Regions from separate parts of the Mus musculus genome. Here region 1 is linked to region 2. Evidence: chromatin contacts called from public Hi-C data. All regions are on one chromosome and are shown on one strand. The core of a region is the stretch at or near the end of the contact, and the rest is flanking DNA. Distances in the headings are between cores, read along the strand shown.

The links. A called contact is a pair of places that touch in the nucleus more often than the background predicts.
Region 1: a Hi-C map of B cells shows a contact between it and region 2, with 5 read pairs. The contact joins the promoter of Tk1 here to the promoter of Jpt1 in region 2. A contact is called at or near these places in 1 of 39 promoter capture datasets (erythroid cells) and 1 of 484 Hi-C or Micro-C datasets (B cells).

Annotation. Positions count from the first base shown.
Region 1 is chr11:117,824,521-117,829,259 of GRCm38.p6, reverse strand. It overlaps Tk1 (thymidine kinase 1), which reads left to right and starts at 3,246. Exons shown (of 7, transcript NM_009387.2): 1 at 3,246-3,546; 2 at 3,628-3,659; 3 at 4,479-4,589. The coding sequence starts at 3,481. It overlaps Afmid (arylformamidase), which reads right to left and starts at 3,341. Exons shown (of 11, transcript NM_027827.3): 1 at 3,254-3,341; 2 at 1,091-1,181. The coding sequence starts at 3,310.
Region 2 is chr11:115,512,644-115,516,960 of GRCm38.p6, reverse strand. It overlaps Jpt1 (Jupiter microtubule associated homolog 1), which reads left to right and starts at 2,568. Exons shown (of 5, transcript NM_008258.2): 1 at 2,568-2,741. The coding sequence starts at 2,686.

The sequences.
Region 1 (4,739 bases), core at 1,997-4,496, 2.3 Mb before region 2:
CAGAGCCTAGGGGACCCACACTAGGGGACAAGAAACAAGACACCCCCAAAGCCTGATTCTCTCCCTGGCTGTCTCTATTGAGGAAACTCCCCAGGGCAAGGTTTTGGTCAGTCTGCTGAGACTAGGCACTTGTCCAGCATCCAGATTCCCGCTCTGAGCAGACAGCCAGCTGTCTCCACAGCCTACTTCCCTTTCAGAGCAGTTCCCCACCCAGCATGAACAAGGATTTGCAGCCACCACAGCACCTCTACACTCTGGAGCAGAGGGCAGGCCTCACGTGTACTCAGTCCCAAGCTCTGATTGCTTTATCTTTCCCCACCCCTCTCCCTCTTCACGGTATCTCGTATCCCAGTCTGGCTTGGAATTCACTATGTAACTGAGAATAACCTTGAACTCCTGCTCTGCTCTGCTCACTGGTGCTACCATTGCAGCCAGGCACCACCATGCCAGGTCTATGCCACAGAGAGTGTAACCCAGCTGGTCTACAGAGTGAATTCCATGACAATGACAACAACAACAACAAAAAACTTAAAAAAAAAAAAATAGTAACAGCGCCCTGCTTTCTTTGCTTTTTTTTCAGTTCACATTTCCGTGCCAACCACAGCATGTCCCTTCAGAGCAGCGGTTCTCAACCTTCTTAACGCTGCGTGCGACCCTTTAATACACTTCCTCATGTTGTGGTGACCCCCAACCATAAAACGATTTTTGTTGCTCTTTCCTAACTGGAGTTTTACTACCGTTATGAATCGTGATATAAATATCTGATATTTCCGGCGGTCTTAGGCAACCCCTGTGAAAGGGTGCTTCAGTCCCCAAAGGGATCTCGATTTCGATGTTGGGGATTTCCATGTAGAGAACTGTGCCTTTAGAGCTTAGAGGCCCTTAGCCAGTCAGGAGGGTAGCCTGAGTGTCTCAGAAGAGCTTGGCCTCGTGCCAGCCTTTTCTGCCTCCAGCTACACCCTCACCTCCCGCCCCAGCAGAGGCTCACCCATGCGCCTGATAGAAGAGTAATGCCCTTCCATTCAGGGGTGTAGCCCCCTCCCCAACCCCAAATAAGCGGCCACAGTATCCAGAGAGAGTCCCACAGTACCCTGGCTTCCTATCTGCACGAAGTTCCCAACAACTTCCTCTGGTTTCGTGTGGATGACCCATCTGCTGGGTGAGTATTGCTTCTCCAGCTCCTGTGGGCGAGACAGAACCCTGTGAGACTCCCTCTCGGGGCGTGTGTCGACCGGGACCGTGATGGCTGATCCTTTCTTCTTCTCTGCCCTGAGAAGACCCCTAATGCATGCAGCTTTCTACAAGCCTTTTCAACTTCTGCTCCCTAGTCCCCCCTACTAGCTGCCCCATTAGGTATTTCAGCAGAACATCTAAGGTGCCCTCAAAAAGGTGCCAGAGGGGTTCCCTAGCGGCAACCATGCCTTTAACCAGCTAACGGCCTTCATGAGACATGAGGTCTGTAAATGGCATTAGGGGGCCAAATTCCTACGGGAACTGAGACCACAGGAGGTGAGGCAACTGTGTGACCATTAGCAATCAAGTGGCATGAGCTGTTTTTCTGGGAGGACAGTATTCTGACCACAGGCACATACAGGGTCCCAGGGACAGAGGTAAGCAGGAAGAAGTCAAAAGTCAGTTTGCAAATGTTGCTCAGCCAGATGGCAGCTGCAGAAGGCTATGCAGCCAGAGGTGTGGTAAACGCAGCTGGAATCCCAGCTCGCTGTGAGGCAGAGGGAGGCAGAGGCAGGAGGACAGCCAAGCCAGTTCCTGGATAGATAGCCAGGACTACACAGTGAGACTCTGTTTACAAATAAACAGTGTTTGGGTTATAAAGTGAAAAGTGGGGACAGTTCAGTGGCAGAGCATTTGCCTGTTGTGCTGGGTTCAATCTCTACCACCACGAGGGGAAAATGTAAGATGCCCACACTTAACACAGAAAGCCAGGAGGACACAGGTTCCTAAGCCAACACAGGAATCCTGAAGACAGTGAGTGCGTCTTCACACTGAGGCCTGGGGCTGGGCACCTTTGGCTCTCTCCAGCTGTCTCTAGCCTTGCTCTTCTCGTTGATATAATGGGGGTGCTAGACGCCCACAGGGTTGGAAGGGAGGTGTGTAAGAGAAACAATGTAAGCCCCTTGCTCAAACACAGCTGCCTCTGCCTCTTCCTGTTGAATGTTCGTCTTACATGCTATAGACCCTTCTCGTTCCGGTTGGTACCTGCTGGATGCTAGGGGCCTGGCTAGGCATCATCTTTTTTTTTTTTGTCGTCTTTTTGTTTTCTCATCTCTTGTAACTGTGTAGCTGCCTCGAGGATCAAGTGCTGAGATTACTGACATGTGCCAAAAGTCTTTTTATTTCCTCTTTAAATGTGTGTGCCTGCAGTCCCTTCTGGAGCTGGACGCTGTGAGCTGTCTTGATGTGGGTGTTGGAAATCCTCAACTCTGCGCCTCCGGAGGAGCTGTGGATGCTCAACAGCCGAGCCATTTCTCTAGCCCTCTGCCTTCATTTTTACTATTAGGATTTATGATTGATTGTATTTTAAAGTTTATTTTTTGTGTAGTCCTGGCTGACCTGGAACTCACTCTGTAGACCCGGCTGGCCTTGAACTTAAGTCACCTGCCTGCCTCTGCCTGGAATTGAATGCTTGAGCCACCCCCGAGGACACATGTTCCTAACTTTCAACAGATTCTAAGTGATGTCTGTCTGTGACCAAAACAAAGAAGCCTGTTTAATACAAGCTAACCAGTCAAGAAATCCTAGTGGAATGGTAATTAACTACAGCAAGCGCCAAAATGTGTTGTCCTGCTTTGTGTATGCCTTTGGTAACCCTTGCCGCAACCAATGGCAGACAGAGTAACCAAACAAATTCCTGAGTGAGAAGGTTTCTGGGCATGCTCGGTGTGAGCCATAGGAGTTTTAGCATGGGAATTCTGAAGCCGCTCAATACAGTCTGTCCCTGAAGGTGCCTGCCTTACTTTGCGACTCACAGCAAGGACCCCCAGCCTTGGCACCTTCCAGACTGTAGTTACAGAAACACAGAATCACACTGCACAACCTCAGAGTAAGGTCCAAACCCTAAGCCCCTTAGTTCCTGCTGGAACTTGAGTTTTCGCTGTCTTTAAAACCAGGCTAACAAGCTAAACCTGCTCTATGACGAGAAAAATGAAGAAATCTGGCGCTCAACGCTTGGAAATTTGGCTTGTGGGCATCCTAAAATTCCAGTCCCGGCTCTGGGCGGCTGCACCACACCTACCTCCGAAGACAAGTTCCTCCAGGGATTCTGGCCCGCAGAAAGGGAAGGAAACGCCATGGCCAGATCCGGAGGGGATGGTCGAGCTCCAGGCTTTTCACGTAGCTGAGAGGTGGGACGAGTCTTGTCTTCGTCCCGCCCCCTTTTGAGTTCGCGGGCAAATGCGAGCAGTAAGTCGAAATTTTTCCACCCACGGACTCTCGGTGCTAACTAAGGTTTGCACAGCAGCCATGAGCTACATCAATCTGCCCACCGTGCTGCCCAGCTCCCCCAGCAAGACTCGGGGGCAGATTCAGGTGCGGGGTCTGGAGTGGGGTCGGGTGGTGGCTGGTGCGGGGTGTACAAGGGGGAGACCCCTTAAATGACTTCTCTTCTAGGTGATTCTCGGGCCCATGTTCTCAGGGAAAAGGTAATGAATGGGCCTTCGGGGCGGTGGGCCTCCCTCTCTCTCTGCAGCCTCTCTCTCTGCAGGCCCTGGCTCTCCTCTCCCCCCTCCCCCATCTTCCCAGGAGCCTCTGACTAGGCGGCAAACGCGCTCGACCTCTGTGTGTACATTCCCGCCCAAAATTCGATTTCCTGGATTGCTGCCATCCTCCTGCCCAAGCCTTTTCTCTTGGGGAACCCTATCTTTGCTGAGGCGGACCACATGGGGGTACAATTGAAGACCCCAGCCCACATTACCCAGGAGCCCACCGAACTCTCATGTGTCCCCTGGGAGTTAGGCACCTTCTCTGACAGTTTCCTCATTCATTCCCCATGCGAGCTCTCCTAAAGCCTTGGAGCCCAATTAACTCTGAGGTGAGGGTCTAAACTCTGGGAGTCCCACCCAGAATAACAAACACACACTACTTGGGTTTTCTTTGCTTTATCTTGGGGTTAGTTTTTGTTTTTTTTTTTTTAACTCAGCGTCTTTATTTGTGGCCCAACTCAGAGATCCGCTTGCCTCTGCTGGGGTGCATCACCATACCAGGCACCTCATTATTTCTGAATGGTCTGGTGTCACCTCAATTTGTCCCTTGCCCCGAGGGTGAGGGCCAAACTCATGATCTGGGATCCAGAAGCAAGCTCTCTGGTGATTCTGTCAAAGACTTTGAAGTTCATTCATGAAAATTGAATTTTGTTCAGAACAGCATGGGGTGAACGGCTGCAGTTCCGGCTGCCCGACGCTAGGTGGTAGTGGCAGCCCGCCTTTTGCTCGGGCCTCATGTGCTCTGGTTAATTCTTGCAGCACAGAGCTGATGAGAAGAGTCCGGCGCTTCCAGATCGCCCAGTACAAGTGCCTGGTCATCAAGTATGCCAAAGACACGCGCTATAGCAACAGCTTCTCCACACATGATCGGTCAGTCCTACCCCTGAGCCTGCCCTTCGGAAACCCCTAAGCCTCGGGGCACACTGCTGCTAGCCTCTAGTGGATATGAATAAGTGCTCAAAACTTACTTAGAATAACCTGTCCCCAAGTGTCCATTGTACCCACGGAGGCTGGGAGAAC
Region 2 (4,317 bases), core at 1,319-3,818:
TTATTTATTTATATAAGTTTTTTTTTTTGAGACAGACTAGGCTGGTCTTGAACTGAGATTCTCCTACTTCTGTCTTCAGAGTGCTGGGATTAAAGGTGGGCTCTACCACTGGCTGAAAGATTAATATTAAAGAGATTCCAGTCTTTCCCAGAAATGTTGGCACGGGCCTTTACTGGGAGGCAGAGGCAGACAGATCTCTATGAGCTTAAAGGAAGCCTGGTCAACAAAGGGGATTCCAGGGCTGGTGAGATGGCTCAGTGGGTAAGAGCACCCGACTGCTCTTCCAAAGGTCTGGAGTTCAAATCCCAGCAACCACATGGTGGCTCACAACCATCCGTAATGAGATCTGATGTCTTCTTCTGGTGTGTCTGAAGACAGCTACAGTGTACTTACAAATAAATAAATCTTAAAAAAAAAAATTTTAAAAAACAAAGGGAATTCCAGGACAGCAGGGCTACGTAGATAACACAGAGAACAAAACAAAACCCCTGGAATTTCAGCACTTTTTCTGTTACGGACTCTTTAAGATTGCTTCATTAGGTTTCCCAGTCCAGCCTGGTCTTCAGAGTGAGTTCCAGGACAGCCAGGGCTACACAGAGAAACCCTGTCTCAAAAAAAAAAAAAAAAAAAAAAAGATTGTCCTAAACTGGACAGTGGTGGCGCACGCCTTTAATCCCAGCACTCTGGAGGCAGAGGCAGGTGGATTTTTGAGTTCAAAGCCAGCCTGGTCTACAGAGTGAGTTCCAGGACAGCCAGGGCTACACAGAGAAACCAAAAAAAGAAAAAAAAGAAAAAAGAAAGAAAGAAAAGAAAGAAGGAAAGAAAGATTGTCCTAGTGGTGAAAGGTCTCATTCATCTCCACCCAGAAGCATGGAAAGCTGAAGGCTTATTTGGGGCGTGGAGAAAACATTGTTATTTCCTACACGTTGGTCAGGTTAAAGAGCGGATTTACGGTTTTTGTTAGCCATCTACCCTGCATAGTGGCACTGCCCTATATTGCCAGGAGTAGGGAGGAGTGCTGGTGTAACCAAACATTGGGACGGTACTAAAGCATCGGCAGCGGGATGTGGGGTGATGGTGTAGCACAGGCTAATCCAGTTAGCGCAGGCTAATCCAGGAATTCTTTTCATTTGTTTCTGTTTTTTTTTTTTTTCCTAGACGGGGGGGTAGGGGTGAGGGTGGGTGGGGTGGGTGGGTGGGGGGGTGGGGGTGGGGTGGGGGGGGAGTTCTCTGTGTAACATCTTTGGCTGTCCTAGACTCTTCTGCCTCCTTAGTGCTGGGTTCAAAGGTGTAGACCACTGTGTGCCCCCCGCCCTTTTTGAGGCTAAGAAATCTTGCTTCTGCCTCCAGGGTGCTGGGATTAGGGGTGTGCAGCACCCCCACCTCGGACCTTAAAAAAAAAAAATTCCCTCTCCAACACGGTTTCTCTGTGTAACTCTGGCTAGCCTAGAACTCGGAGATCCACCTGCCTCTGACTCCTGAGTTGGTGCTGGGACTAAAGGATTAAAGGCATGTGCTACATCGCCTGGCAAAAGATTTACGTTGTGTACATGTGTGTGCCTGCATGTAACTGCCCAGGTCAGGGAACTGGAGCTACAGTTTGGAGCTGCCCTGTGAGTGCTGGCAACTGAACCTAGGTCCTCTGCAGTACTAGCATATGGCCTTAACACGACATCCCTTCTCTCTTTCCTGCTTTCCTTCTCTGCCTCCCCCTCATTTCTTTTTGACAGGGTCTCACTGTTTAGACCAGACTGGCTTGAAACTCAAAGTGATCCTCCTGCCTCAGTCTCCCAAGTTAAGGCATTGCAGGGAAGTGCCGACACATCCTGCTGAGGTAGCTTTCTATTTAGGTAGCTAGGTAGTGTGTATGTGTGTGTGTGTGTGTGTCTCAGTGCGTGGGTGCGTGGAGGTCAGAGGTTCAAGAGTTGGGTATCCGAAATAATCAAACTCAGAGCTGAAATCAACCAAGTAGAAACAAAAAGAACTATACAAAGAATCAACAAAACCAGGAACTGGTTCTTTGAGAAAATCAACAAGATAGATAAACCCCTGGCCAGACTAACTATAAGGGACAGAGACAGTATCCAAATTAATAAAATCAGAAATGAAGACATAATAACGAAGTATATCTTAAAATAATTATTCTGCTTGTTGAGTATTAACAGTTGAAAATATTAAAATCATGTTCTACAAAAAAAAAAAGAGAGTTGGGTCTCTTACACGTTGTGGGTCCTGGAGATTGAACACGGGTTGTCATGCTGGGTGGCAAGGGCTTTTCCTTATGAGCCACCTCGACAGCCCCTCAAGTAACTTTTTAAAGTGACCGTGAACACTTGAGCACCACCAGATTGTCGAGGGCGTGGAGGAGGGGAGACCACAGCGGCCTTTCTCTGTACAGGAAGGGGGCGGGGCTTAGGCCGAGCCGTCTCCCGCGCAGCCCGTCCTGACGCCGATCTATGATTAGCACTGTAGCTAACCAATAGAAATGAAGAGATCTTTTTAAATTGCCCAATGGCGGCATGTGGAGGGTGGGCCCTATTGGCTCTATAAAATGGGAGTCCGGCGAGCCCCGCGGCGGTAGAAGCTCGTGGAGCCCTGGTGGTTTAGCTTTTGGAGTCGTCTGCGCCTGTTGGTCCCAGTCCCCCTTGGCGTTTTCAGGGCCAGCCTACCTCGCCCCTTGGCGCCATGACCACTACCACTACCTTTAAGGGTGTGGACCCTAACAGCAGGAACAGCTCCCGGTAAGGCGACAGGGTAGGGCTCGAGCCCTCCAGGGCTTGTGGGGACCGCGGGGCGTTGGTGGTAACGGGCCGGGAGCACCGCGCTCGCGCCCGGGGGAGGGTGGCAGAGTAAGGAGTGGGCGCCGCTTTGTGCGGCAGGACTGCCTCGGCTTGTGGCCCCGCCCCAGTCGTCCCTTCTATTCATTTCTCCCCGGTAACGACAGCTGAGGGGGACTGTGGGTGGCGGCCCTTTGCCGTACGGCAGGTTGGAGTCGGTGAGAGTGTGCGGGAGGATCTTCTTTCAGCCACCCGCGGCGACACTGGTCGGGTCCAGGATGGTGGGCTTGGTCTCCCAGGAGCCCAAGGAGCCTGCAGGGCCCTGGGCCCATTGTCCCACATGAGGGCCATGCGCTCCCGCTTCTGGCTCGGGCGTGTGCTGGCCCCGGCCTTGGGCGCTGCGAGCAAATCTGAGCACTGATCCGGCTGGTCTGCAGGCTCTTTTCCTCGTGGTGGCCCGCCGGGGTGTCCGTGTCTGCGCAGCAGGTGCACCTCTGGTAGGGCGGGGCTGGTCATCCCCTCCCTCCACTTCCAGCCCTGGACAGGAGCTCTCTTATCAAAGTGCCTCCCTGCGCCTAACAAAGGAGAGATCGGGTCTCCTCCCCCTCCCCACGCCCACCTCCGAATGCGCGGGGCCGTGAGCCTGCTCAAATGGGTTTTCTGCGCTCAGGTCCTCGGACCTCTGCCCTTCCATGTCGCCTTCTTTACTTCTCCCATTGACTTTGGCCGAATGAGTTCACCCCAGAGCAGGCTTCTCTTGGAGGAGGAGGTTGTCTGTGCTTGGGCGGGGCTAGGGAGCCATCCATTGTCTCTCCAGTAGTATGTAGTATCCCTTCCTGGAAGCTGGGATCTTGCTTGTCCCCAGTACACTGCATTTTGGGAGGAGCTCTGTGACTGGACTGGGACCCGTTTCCTACCCCTCACTTAACTTGGTGAAGATATTTTGTTCAGCGGAGGGAGTCCATCTACATCGTCTCAGCTAGTGGCACACAGTCCCTTAAGTTGGCTTTCAGGCATCTCTTTGATCTTCCCAAAGGCTTGGTTCCATGTTCTCTGGCCATGTATTTTCCATTGATGATGACCCACAGTTGAGTGTGACCAAGCCTTGGGGTCCCGACCAAGTGGCACAAAAGGGAGCCATTTTGTGGGGCTAAGAAGGCAGCGTGGAACAGCAGTGTCTCTCACAGGGGCTTGACAACTTGCTGACAAAAAGCAGCCTCCTTGAGTAGTCTTATGAGGAAGCTGGGGCAGCTACAGACTGCTTTCAGTTTCAGGAAGTAGTAAAAGAATTGGTGTGATGGAAGGGAACTGAAGGGGTCAGCGCTTACAGGGCGGGGCAGAACTGGAGATTAGACCTAGGAGACTGGGTCACTCCCTCTTGTTGTCATCCTTCAAATGAGGTAATTTGTTACAAAGGACACAGGGACAGATTGAGCCCTGGGTTTTTGTTTTGTGTGATGAGGCCAACTTTTCCTGGTCTGACACTGGTTCCTGGCAAGACAATGTGTAATCTGGGTTTTATTTTTTGGGACTCAAAGCT